Linked DNA regions of Hordeum vulgare: region 2 is linked to region 1. The links are chromatin contacts, called in public Hi-C maps. All regions are on one chromosome and are shown on one strand. The core of a region is the stretch at or near the end of the contact, and the rest is flanking DNA. Distances in the headings are between cores, read along the strand shown. Region 1 holds the start of LOC123448283. Region 2 holds the start of LOC123448284 (myb-related protein MYBAS1-like).

The links. Hi-C and Micro-C count contacts between places; a contact is called where the count stands out from the background.
Region 2: a contact with region 1 is called in a Hi-C map of leaf, with 4 times the contacts expected there. The contact joins the promoter of LOC123448284 here to the promoter of LOC123448283 in region 1. A contact is called at or near these places in 3 of 6 Hi-C or Micro-C datasets (leaf and seedling).

What each region holds. Positions count from the first base shown.
Region 1 is chr4H:163,978,453-163,982,580 of MorexV3_pseudomolecules_assembly, reverse strand. LOC123448283 reads right to left here and starts at 1,599. Exons shown (of 4, transcript XM_045125136.1): 1 at 1,250-1,599; 2 at 122-204; 3 at 1-34. The coding sequence starts at 1,515.
Region 2 is chr4H:164,229,284-164,233,259 of MorexV3_pseudomolecules_assembly, reverse strand. It overlaps LOC123448284 (myb-related protein MYBAS1-like), which reads right to left and starts at 2,495. Exons shown (of 3, transcript XM_045125137.1): 1 at 2,203-2,495; 2 at 1,942-2,071; 3 at 1,118-1,857. The coding sequence starts at 2,323. The coding sequence ends at 1,392. It overlaps LOC123448285 (a long non-coding RNA gene), which reads left to right and starts at 2,901. Exons shown (of 2, transcript XR_006631649.1): 1 at 2,901-3,976.

The DNA.
Region 1 (4,128 bases), core at 350-2,849:
CTCACCAGGCTCGTCTGCTCCAGCAAGTTGTAATCTGCACGCACGCGGAGAAAAAATAGGGGACGGTGAGCATGGACGGAGCGGGGGACTGTACATGGGGTCGGGGGATGAATCTGCTCACCGAAGAGGAGCTGGGTGTCGTCGAAATGGGCGAGCGGGATGGGGGCACAATCAAATGATTCATCAAAGAATTTACTCATATCCCTAACATCCATTTGCATGTCTACAGCTCATAAGTAAATCAACAGACACTAGATTTCACTTCCCGAACAAAGAGGGAATTTAAAATATTTAAGGATACATTGTAGCCATCAGCGACCATATCCTCTGACATAAGTGCAAACATCAGAGCATGGGAAGAAAATTTAAATTAGCAGAGTGAGTGTAATCATCGAGCCTAGGTTTAGAAGCGCATCCTGAACTTTATCCAGAAGACCAGAACAGCCCATCGAGGGTGCAAAACACAAGTAGTGAAAATCAGATGTGCTGCCGTGTGTTTAACGTGTCAATGCAGTATTGATGGCATGCATCATAATACTAAATCCCAGAGCAACTTTGGGTTACTGGGGAACAAGTCAGATCAAGGTTGGTTTTAGTTTCGATTATTATCAAATAGAGATGTGCTGGTTTCAAATGTGTGCTTCCATATTACTGTCCCTACCACATTTGGCTATGCCAGTTCGCAATGACTACTTTTGTGTGGCATCAACATCACAACCCTGTCAATTCACACATTGCCAAACTGTAGCAGCATAGCACATTACCCTATCCAGAGTATAATTATCAGATTAGTGGAAGTGATATATGTCAGCATGTGGACTGATAGAATTGCATTATCTGATTGCCATGTCGTTATATACACAACAGATACAGGAAGCACTGGAGCTAAATCACCACCTAGACAAGGAGCTATCCATAAACTATTGCCGTGACAGCAATTTCGACCCCCAACATACGGTGACTGTGCTCTGTGCAAGCAGCTAATCCAAAAGATCACCCGCTCGCTGGTTCATGCCAATCACCCCATCCCTTCACAAATCACAATCAAGCACCTATTTGAACCGAACCTGAAAAGGCGGAAAGGGAATTCCTACTTCCGGAAAAGAGAGACGAATGCACAAGCAGTCAAGCACCACCACCACGAGCACAAATCAGCTACTCCAGTTCGGGCACTAGGCGAGCGGCAGTCTCGTCTATGCGAAGCAATCGTGAGGAGGAGAGCGGAAGAGGGGAAGGGGGGAGGACGTACGGGCGGACGAAGGGGCGCAACGCGGCGTAGCGCTGGTACCAGTCGTAGGGTGCGCCGCCCTCCTCCACATAGCGCGCGTCCCAGTACCCCGCCTCCCCGTAGCTGAACACCGCGCCGCCGCCGCTCCCGGTGCCGTCGCTCCTGGTGTCCCCCTCCTTCTCCGCCCCGCGAGGCGACAGCGGCGGCGACGACGACGACATCGCCCGGGGAAGGCGGGGGGCGCGGGCGAGAGGTGGATCTGGGCTGCGGGGAAGATCGGATGCCATAGGTCGTGGGGAGAGAGAGATGGGGATCGCCAGGAGAGATGTGGTCGTGGGGGAGAGAGAGATTATCTTTCACTTTTTTTTTTCTCGGTTCTTTTCACTTTGGGCAGCCAGCCTATCACATGTGAGGCCACGGATCACTCTGTGAAACAGATCCTGGCCATCCACTCCTCCTACATCCAACGTTTCAAAACTCTCCCCTCATCCAACACACACTTCTTTCACTTTTCTCTTCTTTTTTTCAATTGGTAGAACTTAATGACCAATTTATGCAATAGTATCATGACCTAATGGACACAAAAGGTCATAACATTATGGGCTTTGGACCCTCTTATACTTGCCATGACTAATTTCGGAATTTTGGTCATGGATCAATGACCAATTAAACCACCTTCATTATTTTTGGTCGTAATTGAGCATTTTTCTTGTAGTGAACCAAATAATAAAGAGTCTCTTGTGTCCCCAACACACCCAATACGATGGTAAATTGCATAGGTGCACTAGTTCAGCAAATATATGGTGACACAACTGTAATATGGATGGTAGAAATATGTTTTAATAATCTAAATAAATAAAAACATCAAGGTAGAAATTCAAAAAACTTAGCACAAACGGTATTGCAATGCTTGAAAATGAGGCCTAGGGTCCATACTTTCGCTAGTGCAATCTCTCAATAATACTAATATAATTGGATCACACAACAATCCCTCAACGTGTGATGAAGAATCACTCCAAAGTTCCTACCTAGCGGAGAACATAAGAAGAAATTGTTTGTAGGGTACGAAAAACCTCAAAGTTATTCTTTGTGATCGATCTATCCACGAGTTCGTACTAAAATAACACAAGTTATCCTTTCCGATCGATCTATCTAAGAGTTCGTACAAAAATAACACGAAAACAAATTCAGATTCATAATACTCAATACAACACAAAGAACCTCAAAGAGTGCCCCAATATTTCTACTAGAGAAACAAAGACGAGAACGTGCATCAACCCCTATGCATAGATTACCCCAGTGTCACCTTGGGAATCCGCGAGTTCAGTGCCTAACCCTATATCAAGTGAATCAATATGATATCTCATTGTCACCACGCGTATTCATAGCAAGACATAAATCAAGTGCTCTCAAATCCATAAAAGTATTCAATCCAATAAAATGAATTCTCAAAGGGAAAACTCAATTCACCACCACAAAATAGAGAGGGAGAAACAACATATGATCCAACTATATTAAGAAAGCACGCAATACATCAAGGTTGTGCCATCTCAAGAACATGAGAGAGAGAGATTAAACACATAGCTACTGGTATAAACCCCCACCCCCGAGGGTGGAATACTCCCTCCTCATCATGGTGTCCATAGGGATCATGAAAATGGCCTTCAGTGATGATCTCCCCCTTTTGCAGGGTGCCAGACCGGGCTTCCAATTAGTTTTTTTATGGCTACAGAGGCTTGTGGCGGTGGAACTTCTCATCTAGGGTTATTTCTCAAGGTTTCTCTATTTATAGGAATTTTTGGCATTGGAATCACGCCAAGATGGGCCACGAGGTGCCCACTACCCACCAGGTCGTGCCACGGGGGCAGTCGCGCCCTGGTGTCTAGTGTGCAGCCTGGGCGTCCTCTGGTTGGCTTCCTTGTTCCGGTGGATGTCTTATGGGCAGAAAAAATCTCCAAAATGTTTTGTGACATTTGGACTGCTTTTGATATTGTTTTTTTGCAAAGTAAAAAACAAGGAAAAAACAACAACTGTCAATGGGCACTATGCCAATAGGTTAGTCCCAAAAATGATATAAAGGTGCTATAAAATGATTGTAGAACATCCAAGAATGATGATATAATAACATGGAACAATCAAAAAAATATAGATAAGTTGGAGACATATCAGCATCCCCAAGCTTAATTTAGGTTCATCCTCGAGTAGGTAAATTTTTGATGTGGAATGTTGCCTAACATGTTCATCATATTATTATCTTTTATAGCATGGACATGTGGAATTGGAGATGATTCAAAGCAATAGTCTATAATTTCACATGAAAACTTTAATACTCATGCATATCAACAAGCAACGAAGTCTTTCAAAATATCAGCATTAAAGAATGATATCCCTAGCCCATTTGCTCAATTATTGATGAATTCATGCAACACACCCAAATATTAGCTACATCCAATGCTCAAGTATGATAACAGTGTTCCGTAGTTGGTGCCTTATAAGAGAAGATGAGACTCAAATAAAAATAAAAATTGCATAAATTAAATAGAGGCCCTTCACAGAGGTATGCAGAGATTTGTAGCGGTGTGAGAGCTCAAAGCGAAAAAATTGAGAGATGCAATATTTTGGATGGCGTGATTTTCCTGTCAACGAGAACGACTAAAAGTTCCCAATATAGTCCATGCTAAAAAATCATAGGCGGTTCCCAAACTGAAAATAAAGTTTATTCCCTTTTCCACCAGTCTTTCACACTCCATGGTTAGCCGCATTCACGGGTACCGTCCATACCAACAATTTCCAAGGAATTTATTATTTGACAACATAAAATAAATTTTCTTTGCATTTCGAGAGTGGGCATCCCTATTACCACCATACTCTCGTGCAATGACAAGTGAATAAACCCTCAT
Region 2 (3,976 bases), core at 1,246-3,745, 250 kb before region 1:
ACTTGAAACAATATGTAGCCTGTTTAATTTTTATTTGTTAAACATAGAAGAAGAACGAGAAGAAATATAACTTCTAAATTCTACCTCCATATCTAAGCTTTCATCTAGTTCTGAATGTTGTGGAGGGACACATATTAATGAGGGTTGTGTCTAGGCGGTCCAAAGAACTCGCCATGGATAGGGGTGCGTGGAAGCTTGCTATCCATGTGCTAGAACAATGAGTTGGTCGCGAGATCTTATGGGTTTCATCTCTAGCCTACCCAACTTGTTTGGGACTAAAGGCTTTGTTGTTGTTGTTGTGTCTAGGCGGTTCAAGCACTAGATTCACTCAATCAGAAGAAAATACATGCTTATCAGTTGCAAGATCAGATAGTACTTTCAGCAAAGTAGACAGCTATAGAAATCTGAAGTGCCAGCCACTTACCACCTCCCTTTATTTAACTTACCGCAGTGCTAACTTTCCTATTTGTTAAATGAATGATCTGCAACTTCCTCCTAATCTTATGTGCCAGTCACTTACCACCTCCCGTTATTTATCTTACTGAAGTGCTAACTTTCCTATTTGTTAAATGGATAATCTGCGACTTCCTGCTAATCTTATGTGTCGTATACAATCTAGCATTCTTTTGTTCTAGCAAAGTCTAATGCTCAGCCTTTTTAAGAGAGTTGAAGTGATAGGCCACTCACTCTGCACTAAGTCTGTCAATTCCACTCAGATCACATATGCATACAGATGTTTGTACAGCAGCCTCAGTTTGTAATTAAAAACATATGTTTTCAGGGTCCGCGTGTTTATTTGAGAAATACTTGTTCTCTTTGACGTTCCTTAGGTTCCAGAAGCCATTTTATCAAGAGCTTCAATCTCAACATCCTGTGGAAGGAAATGAGAGTGTAGTAGCAAGAACGATTTGAAGAAATAATGCTGATTCTGTACCCATTTTCCTCTTCTTTTGTTTGCACCTTGAGATACGACCATAGAATCTCATGGCCCTGTTTGTAGCTTTAGAATCAGGTGGGGGAGGATATTACAATTCCGATAGTGAAATGGTGTATAATGCACATTTGTGTCAGTCTAACATTTTTACCAAAATACCATTGGAGATTGACTGCTTTATCATGCAGATAAATTGCTCTCGCATTCCATTCTGTGAAGGGCAAGAGACATAAGCTATTTTACACACTACATAGGCACACACATCGTAAGCAGACCTGAAAATTTACAATGTTACAGTAGATTTGTAAATATTTAGATCACCCTCCATACTAATGCAAACATAGCTACTGGCAAGCATATACATGTTTATGCAGACATAGCTACATAGGTAGTGGAAATCTGTTAAGCACATATATGTATCTTAGTAACCTGACCTCGATCCTGACAGCTTGAACCTTCAATAGCAGGAACGTTCTCCATTACCATAACCAAATTGTGGAGCTAACATTTTGAGATCACCATTGTCCATCTTCCAGATTACCCCGGGAGGGCAGTAGTGATCTCCTATAGTGAATGGCAGCAGAGGAGATGGGAGATTGCTGCATGATGTATCATCAATGGGCAGCATGGCCGGTGCCTCTATCTCCTTCCATATCTGGTCCATAGAATATCCATCCATGACACTCTGGTTGCTCTTAAGTACACTTGAGAAGCAGGTAGTGCCATTATGAGTGCTGCTTTCATCCATCCTGATTATTGGTGCAGTTTCAAGGAGGCAGGATTGGTATGTAAATGATGATGAGGAGGAAGAAGGTGACATGTCTGTCTTCCTCTCCTGTGCTTTCTTCCTCATGTGTGTCCTCCAGTAGTTCTTGATCTCATTGTCCGTACGCCCTGGCAGTCTGCGTGCTATTCTAGACCACCTATACATAGAGAGGATGTTAGTGTGTTTCACCTGTTTTAGATGAAAAAAGGCTGCTTTAGTAAGATCTTCTTTTGGACCAAACCTGTTACCCCATCGAGCATGGAGCTCAATAATAAGGTGTTCCTCTTGCGGCGACATGCGCCCATGCTTGAGGCCAGGGTGGAGGTAGTTGACCCACCTGAGGCGGCAGCTTTTGCCTGTCCTGTTAAGTCCTACATGGTCATAGATAAGGTGATGTATGAAGATAGTTGGTTAGAGATAATGATATTGCGTGCTGTTTGCATCTTTGTGCCAAGGATTGCAAAAATGGCTACCTAATTTGCAGGTCTCCCACCCCTCAAACCTGAGACTTTGGCAACGAAATCCCAGCGGCGATCACCGAACAGGCGGACAGTGCATACCAGTTGCAGGTCCTCCTGCTCTGTCCATGGCCCCTTGCGCATCTCATCTTGCACTGTCACCATCACTAGCGTTGTTCGCTTCTACCTTGGATGGGCTGGGAGCCTGCCTTGTTGCTCTCCCTCCTCTGTGTGCTTGTGGGCTCCAGTTTCAGGCTTATATCCTTGATGAACTCCAGCCTGATGGGAAGAAGGTTGGTATTAGTGAAAGGAAGCCACTTTGTCTTAGTTGTGCACTGGTTTGATGGCTCTTGCCTCTCATTTATAGACAGGACAAGAAGGCTCTCGTGGGGCCTCTTTGCGTGGTGGGCCTGATATAGAGAATCATCGATGAGGTTGTCCTTGGATTAAAATTGCCTTCCCTTGTCTCTTGCTCTATGGTACAAACTGCAGAAGGGTATGGTACTACATATACTGGATTTGGATTGCATCTAACTCTTGTTTCTTGCCGGTTTACTCTATGAGTTGACTTCACCAGTTTTGATTAATAGCACACTCATGTTCCCCCAAAAAGTAGAGCAATCTGTGCATGTAAGTTGTGGTTCATTATTTTGTGTGTAGGCATATTTACGAAAATTACTTTTGAAGTGAAGGCAAAGACATGCAATTTTGTTAACTGAAATGCAAAATAAATGAAGCAAACCGTAAAACGTGATGTATTTTCATAACCATTTGTTGAGTAAGTGTATGCTTATTTCCCTTTTACTTGATTTGAAATATTTTAGTACTCATTTTCTTATGTACAGATATATGCACTTCATTTAAATAATTAGTCCAAAGGCACGACGAGCAGGTATTATTATGTTTCTCAAAAGTAGAAAGAGAAAACATAATTACTCTGGGTTCCATTTTCTATACTTCTATACAATAATTTCATGCTCTTAGCTTTAGCATCAAATTCTTTGGCAAAACAAACGGCAAGTTTGAAGTCTGAACTGGACTGTTGCGGGTGCGTGTTTCTTACAGGAACTTCGTTGGGAACCTATAATCTTTTACATCCGGATACTGCAGTTCGAGCATGCTGATACGGACCACCTCAATATTTTTGTTTCTACATGGTTCACATGCATTTTACAAATGGATCTTGACAGATCTTTATGAATCAGAAAACCCCCGATACTGTGTGTTGTTTATGGAAAATTCAATAGTATGTTCTCATTTTGGTTACTTCTTAGACTCTTAGTAGATAATAAGCTGTGAAGTATGTCTGTTGAGAATTGTTTTATGCTAGTCCATGAGTGTCCCTACTTGCTTTAGGGACATATATTCGTAGACTCGTAAGACTCACAGGCCACATATGCTAGTCTACGATCTTTACACAAATCAGGCTACATATGTAGGTTGACATAATCTTCTCTCGATTCTTCCGTATTTTATTTCTCCTGGATGTGAAAAGCATGTTTCCTTTCTGCCAGCCATTATCATTGGCATAGGGGACTTTATCTTTTCCTTTCTTTTCAGTCATTATCTCACACACAACAAAATATCTCGGGCTATACACAACTCCAACACAAAGTATGCGATTGCACGACTTGCCACTCAATACGCAATAAGAGCAAGTTTTTGTGCATCTATACTGACTACTATAGTGAGCTATGTAGTGGATATGCACTATACTGATGTTGTTTCCCTTTTAAATGCTTGGGTATTCCTTTCGTCGGATTTGGTTCATATACATAGGCCGTCTGTGCTATATTGAGACGCCCTTGGTTATTGAAT